2 separate regions of the Mus musculus genome follow, and region 2 is linked to region 1. Evidence: chromatin contacts called from public promoter capture Hi-C data. All regions are on one chromosome and are shown on one strand. Each heading gives the region's core, a stretch centred on a gene start, on an enhancer-like site or on the middle of the called end of the contact. The rest is flanking DNA. Distances are from core to core; before and after follow the strand shown. Region 1 overlaps 4930479H17Rik (a long non-coding RNA gene). Region 2 holds the start of Nphs1os (nephrosis 1 homolog, nephrin, opposite strand).

The links. Promoter capture Hi-C pulls out the DNA fragments that hold promoters and counts their contacts.
Region 2: a promoter capture Hi-C map of hippocampal neurons shows a contact between it and region 1, with 5 times the contacts expected there. The contact joins the promoter of Nphs1os here to the enhancer-like site in region 1. A contact is called at or near these places in 22 of 39 promoter capture datasets (the 3T3-L1 cell line, 3T3-L1-derived adipocytes, the HPC-7 cell line and 16 more), 7 of 15 datasets of contacts at CTCF or cohesin (CD8 T cells, embryonic stem cells, large pre-B cells and 2 more), 74 of 484 Hi-C or Micro-C datasets (B cells, the C10 cell line, the CH12 cell line and 31 more), 22 of 115 datasets of contacts at active chromatin or transcription factors (acute myeloid leukemia, craniofacial prominence, embryonic basal ganglia and 10 more) and 5 of 9 other capture datasets (adipose tissue, embryonic stem cells, liver and 2 more).

The regions. Positions count from the first base shown.
Region 1 is chr7:30,345,978-30,350,329 of GRCm38.p6, reverse strand. 4930479H17Rik (a long non-coding RNA gene) reads left to right here. Exons shown (of 3, transcript XR_881936.2): 2 at 2,465-2,985; 3 at 3,129-3,733. Among named protein-coding and RNA genes, the nearest start is that of 4930479H17Rik, 5.8 kb to the left of the region's middle. Within about 2 kb of position 2,324, at least 29 of the 459 cell types and tissues checked have an H3K27ac peak or open chromatin away from gene starts, as enhancers often do. A contact at or near this core is called in ECoMG myeloid progenitors, the MC38 cell line, cerebral cortex and 1 more, where this site is marked.
Region 2 is chr7:30,463,585-30,467,936 of GRCm38.p6, reverse strand. Nphs1os (nephrosis 1 homolog, nephrin, opposite strand) reads left to right here and starts at 2,346. Exons shown (of 3, transcript NR_004443.2): 1 at 2,346-2,488; 2 at 4,295-4,352. It overlaps Nphs1 (nephrosis 1, nephrin), which reads right to left. Exons shown (of 30, transcript NM_019459.2): 10 at 4,281-4,352; 11 at 4,035-4,159; 12 at 2,285-2,471; 13 at 2,056-2,185; 14 at 1,756-1,928; 15 at 577-717; 16 at 356-496; 17 at 1-34.

The DNA.
Region 1 (4,352 bases), core at 1,075-3,574:
GCGTCTTTCCTGGCCAGCACCTTTGCCCAGTTTGTATTCCCACAAGCCCTGAGGATCCACTGTACCTCCCCATCCTCCTTTTCCTAGTTCGAGTCTGGTCTAACACTGCTTTAACTACCCGGATTCCTCCACGGACCTCCCTCTGGGATCCTGGCCACAGCATTCCTCTCTGACCCAAACCCTTCTTAGTGTCAAACCTGTCGGCTGCATATAAGCTTCCATGGCTCACCAGGGTCCCGGTTCAGAGTCAGAGCTGTCTGGGAGGCTGAGACAGGAAGGTTGCATGACTTTTTGAGTTTGAAGCCAGCCTGGGATACATCACAAGACCTTGTCTTTAAAAAAGCAAACAAAACCCTTCACTTTGGGGTATCTATGACCCCCGCCTTCCTCGAGTACCATCTCCAACATAACACTCCTTCAGTGTAGACAGAATACTAACCATTCCCAGGAAGCGAAGGCCCTCCCATCATGCCTTTCTTCCCACACCCCCTCATTTACCCTGCTTGGGATGACAAGCCTCCCGGGAAAGCGACACAGGAAGCTGTGGAAAGAAAGCTCCCTCTCTCTTTATGTCTTACCAACAACAAAGCTTCTAAGGAGAAGAGAGTTAGAATATGGGGGAGAAGGTGTTGAGAATCTGCCCCCCACCCTGTCTTTCCCAGCCCTCCTAGCTCCCCCTTCCAGCTACTCCCTTGTAGGAGCAGTCCTCGAGGGGACAGGAGAGGGGAGGCCAAAGCTATCCCTTGGAGGCCTCAGCGCCCCACCCTCCAGATCTCCTCATCCAGCCTTCCCAGTATTCTCTCCTGCTCTGTCTCCAGTCGCTCCTGCAGGCCAAACGGTAGGCCTCCAGGTCTCCTTCCCTAAACTTGGGCGTTCCCTAAAGTCTCCAGGTCCTCTTTCAGACGCAGCAGCGATCTCTACTCCCTTCCTCGGAACCCAGGCTTCCCACTGCGACCCTTCCTAGGGCCTCAGAACTTCTAGCCAAAAGCTTCTTCCTCCTCAGCAGGCTATGGAGGCTGTTCCTCTGTTCTAGAATGTTCTTCCGGTGTCGGCTTCCTCACTTGACCGCTTTGCCCCATTCTTCTGTTTACAGGAATATAGAGCCTCTGCTCCCTCCAAACACGATCAAACCAGTTCTCTATACTCAAAGACCCTTTTCTAGTCCTAATGTCTCTCAAATAAGCTCTCTCCTTCTCTCCTTCCCCACCAAGTCTCCTTCCCTTCCTTCCTGACTCTCTCCCCACTCGTCCCTCTCTGCCCTTCCCTCACATCCTCCTCTTCCTCCTCTCCCTCCTCCTTGTAATTCCTCAACATTCCCTCGTCATGTGCCTGTTCATCTCCAACATGTCTCACCTCCTCAACCAATCCCTCTTCCCCCCCTCTTCCGCCATCTGCCTCTAGTCTCTAACCCCACAATTCCAACCTGATGGTAACAGGTCAGACTGGAGCCACACATCCCTTGCTGCTTCAGGGAGCGTGATGAGGGCCAGGACCAAGCTTAAAGATGGTACACAAGTGACTTGTAGTATACACAGCTCCCCCTGGGTCCCGATAGGCAAGAGCCCCAGCCTACCTATCCTATCCATTTCTGGGAGTGTGCCCACAGGGAAGAGGGTCAAGAGGCCCTCTAATACTCGGTCATCGCTGCCTTCATACCTGCTCGAACACCTTGATGCTCTGGATTTCCCACAGACATGTGGATGTACAAAGACGATGGCTGGTGACCTCAGAGCCAAGGGTGGAAAGGCTGCCTGACATGGCTCAGTGAAAGTGGAATTTCTTTGGACGCGATTCTGGCTGGTTAGGACAAGATCTATTGACAGACTGTGCCAGTAGATACGACAAACTGGTTCTGGAAGCATAATAAGGCAGGCAGACCAGAAAAAGTAAGCCATCTCTCCCAGCTCTGTGAAGTGTGTGTGTGTGTGTGTGTGTGTGTGTGTGTAGCAGCTTTTTGAGATGAGGGAACCAGAGCCCACAGAAGTTAGGTGTATGGTTCAAGTTCCCATGGCTTGAAAAAGACAGTGGGGATTCAAACCTGGCGGAATGGCCTCCCAATTTACCCAACTATTCTGGTTCCCTCCTCTGCGCTCCGGGTTCACTCAGACTCAACAGCTGCGTTTGTGGGTTTCTAGGGCCGCCGCTTAATCACAGCTTTCTTGGAAAACGGGGGCGCTGAGAAACCCGACTTCCGGCTGTGTGTGTGTGTTGCCACCGCCCGAAGGGCCCCGATGGTGGTGCTACTGTCAGTACCAATGAGCCGGCGCCCAGTGCCCGAGGGCTGCTGAGGAATCCACGTGGGCGAGCCTGCCTGGACCCAACGCCGCGGCGCCACCTGCTGGGCGCTCGCGGTGATGCCGCGGCTACGGCCGGGCGACTCGCAGTCAGCTTTCTGGGGTAATGGGCCTCCTGCTGCACATAACCTGCCTGTCAGTATTCTTACATCTTGAACCCTTCCTTCCAGGAACGGCAGGTGTAGAGCAGAATGCGGGTGACCAATCAAGTTCCCATGATATGCCATTCATCCGGTGGCACTGATGATTGGACATTCTTGTCAGCAAGCAAGACACAAGGGTACCAACTACTGCTGCTCAAGGGTGGCAGGGACCGCCAGGGCCTGGAGAAGCGAGAAGACCTGTTGAGGATCAGGGTCGGGAAAAATTACAAAACTACATTCTATTCCTCATGAAGCCGCCCCGAGACCGTTTTTAAAATTCGAATCATGTCCCTTCTCTACTCAAAATCCCCCAGTGCAATCACCCCGCCTGCCAGCAGCGCCAGAGTCCTGACAGTGATTTATAAGTCCTACATGAGGGACTGGAGGTGGGGCGCACCCAGTTGATAGAGTGCTTGCCTAGGATGTACAAAGCCCTGGGTTTGATCCCCAGTACTTGCCTATTCTCTCAGCACTCTGGAAGTGGAAGCAGACACACAGAAGTTCATAGTGATGTGCGAGACAAGCATAACATCCTGTCTCAAAATCAAGTAGGTGAATTAAATTTAAAATTAGAGCCGGTGAGATGGCTCTTCATCTCACTGGTTGCTAAGCCTGACGACCTAAGTTCGAGTCCCCGGGACCCACTGAGCAGGAGAGCCTTGGCACCTACGAGTTGCCTTTTGCTGGGCAGGTCTGCAAGCTTTGGACCACCTCTTTGGCAGCAGTAGTGGCTGGGCGTGGTGATGGTGGTGTGTGCACACCTTGGTACTGCTGCGTCACAGGCCTATAAATAGGTGAGGCTTTATGGGCTAAGTGGTAAGTGCTTTTATATATAATGTATGCATGCACATTATGTAATATATTCCTCACAGTCAACCTGGAGGCAGGTCTTTTTATTATCCCAGTTTTATAGAGAAACCAATTGGAGGTCGAAGGCGCTAAATCATTGCCCAGAGCCACACTCAGAGCAGGTGGCTGCTTGTAACCAAAATTCTCCGGGGCTATTGGAAAGGAGCCGCTTTGCCTAAGCAGCACAAAGCTTTGCGCAGACTCTAAATGCGGTCGGGCGCTGGCCATGGTGCTGAACAGAATAGCCGCAGCTTCTCCGCTTGAGATTGTCAGGTAACCTTGGAATTAAGGAGCTCTTTCTCAACCATGGTGATGAAAGAAACGTGAAAGTGTGTTCGGAAAGAATCTATAGTTTCTCAGCAACGAAGACAGAAATTTTCCTGTCTCACAAATTCTGGGACCAAAGTATCTACTTTTTTGTTGTTGTTGTTGTTGTTGGTTTTTCGAGACAGGGTTTCTCTGTGTAGCCCTGGCTGTCCTGGAACTCACTTTGTAGACCAGGCCAGCCTCGAACTCAGAAATCCGCCTGCCTCTGCCTCCCAAGTGCTGGGATTAAAGGCGTACGCCACCACCACCCGGCTCGAAGTATCTACTTTTATTATTTTAAAATATTTATATTTATTCATTTATTTATTTGATTTTTGGAGACAGGTTTCTCTGTGTGGCTCTGGCTGTCTTAGAACTTACTCTGTAGACCAGACTTGCCTCGTATTCAGAGATCCACCTGCCTCTGCCTCCCTAGTGCTGGAATTAAAAGCATGTACCACCACTGCCATTATTATTATTATTATTACTACTACTACTACTACTACTACTACTACTACTACTAACTATTATTATCTTCGAGCTGTACTCTGGAGTGGGGAGCAAGCTTGGAACCCTGACCCAAACTAGATGAGCTCTCATAAGTCACTTCCCCTCTCTGACCTTCCACTTCCTCCTCTGTAACAGTGGAGAACACACCAACACACCATGTATTGGTAGCATTTTAAAAAGGAGAACCCAGTACAGTGATCCATGATTATATCCTAGTACTTAGGAGGTGAGGCAGGAGGATTGTTCTAAG
Region 2 (4,352 bases), core at 1,097-3,596, 120 kb before region 1:
GTAGGGTCCTTCAGGGCACGGATGGTGGGAGCATCTATTGGGAGATAGGTGCTTGATGAAGAAACTTAGCGGGTGAGGGGGGACAGATCTCAGGGAGGAGGAGTGTCTTTCAGGTGTCCAGAATAGTATGGAGGTGGGTACAGCTTGCCCTTTATGGAAGAGAATTCTCAAGATAATAAGCCTGTCTTCATCGTTGTGCCTCTGTGATTATTAGAGTCTGGTATGTGCGCTGGGGGGCGGGGGTATACCAGAACTGTGCTGGGGTGGGGTCAAGAGAACTTGAATGGGCGTGTCGTCCACAGTAAGGAGCAACTCTTGGGAAACCCTAGTTTTCCGGGTTTCTGAGGGGGCTCACAATGCACGTCCAGCTTCAACAGCGCCTCGGCGGTGCCCTCCGAGTTCTGGCAGTGTAGCTGATAAAAGCCATCGTCAGCTCGGGTTACATTCCACAGCTGCAGTGCCCCTCCAGACAGGATGCGGTGCCGGGGACCCCCAGCTGCGGAAGGAGTGGGTCAGGAGCCTGGAAGTCCCGCCCAGCCTCCTGAATCTGAACCCTCCTCCAGGCCCACATCCTACCTGGGCTGAGGCGGTAGCCTCGGAAGGTCCAGTTGAAGGCCTCGGGGGCGGGGTTAGCAGACACGGACACAGGCAGCAGTGCCTGGCCCTGCTCCACCACGGTCACTGCCCGCACTTGCTCTCCCAGGAACTCTGGAGGGTCTTCAGAGGGGGCGACCCAGGAAGTCAAGAGTCGGTAAAGTTAAGGCACAAGTTCAGGGGTTAAGGTTAGGGTCGAGGCCAGGACTAGGGTGGTGGACAGGACAATTGTTAGAACTGAGATCTGGGACAAGGCTCTGGATAGAAGCTAAAACCTGGTAGGATGGTTCAACTGGTAAGATTACTGCCAAACCCGAGTTCAGTGTCGGGAACCCTCAAGGCGGAGGGGTGAGATCCAGCTTCCTTAAATTGTTCTGTGAGACTGGGCGGCGGCCACAGTGCACGCCTTTAATCCCAGTACTTTGGAGGCAGAGGCAAGCGAATCTCTTGTGAGTTCGAGGACAGCCTGGTCTACAGAGCTAGTTCCTGGACAGTGAGGGCTTCACAGAGAAACCCTGTCTCCGAAACCTAAACCCCACAAAAAACAAACAAAATGTTTTTCTTTTGTTTTCTGACCACCTGCTCACCATGGCCCAGACATGAGGGAACACACACAATAATTAGATGTAATTTAAAAAAATCCAAGTGGGGTGTGGTGAGGCATGCCTTTAATCCCAGCTCGTGGGAGACAGAGACAAGTGGATCATTTGTAAGTTCCAAGCCAGCCAGAGCTGTTCAGTCAGATACTGTCTGAAAAAACAAAAACAGCAGAACAAAATACGCAAAGCCAGATATGGCCTTACAGGCTTGCAATCCCAGCACTTCAGAGGCAGTAAACTTTAGAGTTCAGAGACAGGAGGATTGCTGCAAGCTCATGACTTTCCTACTCTTCATATCAAGTTCCAGGTCAGTCAGGACTATTTTAAAACTTTTAAAATTTAACAATTGAGAAGCTAAGATCCAGTTTTGAGGGGAGGAAAAAAAAGATAGCAGCGAGTGCCAAGCTGAGAGTGGAGAGCGTGGATTGGAACTGCTGACAGCCGGAGATCAGGATGAAGGCTAGGAAAGTTACAAACTCGGTAGAGGTCAAGGTGAAGACTCCAGTAGCTGCCGTCTACAGGGGATGGTGCGAGAGGGGCTGTGCTAGGCCTGCGCACTTACATAACACGTTGAGGCGGTAGAAAGAGCTCACGGTTTCACGAAGTGCCTCGCTGTGGGCCCGGCAGGTAACCCGGTGACCGTGGTCTCGGGATGACACCCGAAGAAAAACACTCCTGGATGCAGCGGAGCCTTTGAATGGGGCGCTCTGGGGTTTTGCAGCCACGTCGTCCAGCCTGTGCAAGTTTGAGAAAATGGGTGAGGACCCAGCTGGTCCCGGAAGCTTAGGGCACCGAGGGAGCAGACTGGGGCGGGGGCGGGGGTAACTGAACATGGACGGGATAGGGTTTCCTATAAACTCACCTCTCTCCTTCCTTGTCCAAAGACAAGTTAACTGGAGGGTTGCTGCTGATGCTGACGCAGGTCAAGTTCAAGGCGTCGCCTGGGCGCAGTGCGGACGAGTTGGCCAGGATGGTCAGGTTTGTTGGGGGGACTTAACGGATTAGAGATTCAAAGGCTGAGGAACCTGAGCTACAAGGGTCTACACCGCCCCCTCTCCAACACTCGCCACCCGCTGGGCCTGTGCGCTCACACTGCACCACCAGCTGCGTAGACGCACTGAGCTGACCCGCCTTGCAGGAGAACTTGGCTAGGTTGTCCGGCGGGCCTATGATCAGCACCAGCTCGCGGGAGAAAGTGCTGCCGGACTTCTCCACACTGCCCAGCTGCACACGCCGGGGCTCCTGAGACTGCCGAGGATCGTTCACCGGGCGCGAATCCTGAGTATCCAAATAGGGTGGGTGGCCGTTAGCCCAGAGAGGGCCTTTGTGTGATGAAGGTGCCCTTCTCAACAGCGGCAGCAGGAGTAGGGTCTGAATTTGGGTATCCCTAGTTCTAGCCTCTCCTGCCTGCCTTGGTAGTCTTGGGATCTTTTGTCCATTGTGCACCGCGCCCCCTATCTCCACCCCCACACCTACACACACCACCTACCTCCAGCCCCCCACCCCACCCCCACCTCTCCAGCCCTTTGCTTGCTGCAGGTACCACACCCCCAAACCCAGAACTGTGATATTTACAGAACAGGAAACTCCCTCGGAATTCCCAATACTCTTTCCCTTTTCTTTGCCTCTGTTGTTTTTGCCTTGTTTTGCTTGAGAGGGGATCTCATGTAGCCAGGGTTGACCACAGAGTGAGTCCTCTAAGCAGCCTAACCGAGGATAACCTTGAACTCCTGACCTTCCTGCCTTCAGCTTCCAAGTGCTAGGATTACAAAAGGACTGACTCCCCACAGGTGTGTTTCTTAAAAATTCCCGTCTTCCGCAGGTAAGGCTGTGCTTCCAGAGGATCAGGGTTCAATTCCCAGCACCCACATGGAAGCTAACAACTTACTGTAGCTCTAGTCCTAGGGAACCTGACACACTCTTCTGACCTTCTCAAGGCATTAGGGATGAATGTGGTTCACAGACAAAACATACATGCATATTAAAATTAATAAATAAGAATTTAAAATTTCAAAAACTTTCCACTCTCCCTCCAAACTTCTCGAACCTTTTCCCTAATTCCAATATTAACCCTTAGATATCCCTGCCTCTGTCTCTGCCTCTTTTTCTGCCTCCTTCATCTCTCTGTCCCCCGTCTCTGTCCCTCTCCATATCTTTCTCTTCCCGCCCTTCATTCTTTATTTTTCTTAACATTAGCTTTAATGTGAATGAATTTTCTTTACTATGAATGGAATTATAGTTACTTTATCTCTAGAATTTTCTATTTTGACCCAAAGTTCCTTTTTTTTTTTAATCCTGGAATTATTTTTCCAGAACTTTCCTGGGGGTTCCATTAATTCTCATGGCATTTGTGACTTTCCATAATCTCTAGAGTTTTCCAAGAGATACGGGTGTTTCCACGTTCTGAGGGGGTGGAGAGGACAAGAGGATCAAAAGGCTGAGCAGGGTTTTAATCCAGGCAGAGTCGGGTGATCTCTCTAAATTGGAGACCAGCCTGGTTTACATAATGAGTTCTAGGCCTGCCAGGACTGCATCCTGAAACCCTTCCTGGATCAAAAACAAACAGAATTCAAGGCCAGCCTAGATGACATAACATCGTGTCTTAGGAAAGCAAATGAGAATGAGAGGACAGCTCAGTCAGTAGAGTGTGAGTGGTTTTAGCTCTCTCTCTCTCTCTCTCTCTCTCTCTCTCTCTCACACACACACACACACACACACACACACACACACACACACACACACACACAAGCAGATAAACAGGAAGAAAAAAGGGAAAAGAAAAAAGACAGGAAGGGCGAGAGAGGAAGGTCTCATGCCTTTCCTTTCTTGCTTGGCCCCTACCTTAAGCCAGGTGAGGGAGGGCTCTGGGTTGCCTCCAATGGCCAAGCATACCAGCCTCACCCGAGTTCCAGTCCGGATGCTCTGCCCCTCTGGGGGTCCCTCAATCCACAGCTTCTGGGCCGGGTCTATTGAGAGATGGTGAAGAGACACATTTACATCTGAAGAGAGACGTTTTCATCTGGGCTGGATCCTCAGGGTGAGCTCTGTGAAGCCTGAGGCCTCTTCGGGCTCTGGGTTAAGGCTCACATTTTACATTCAAGGTGAGTGACTTCTTGAAGGTCTCCTTGCTGAAGGCATCACTGAAGGCTTCGCAGGTGA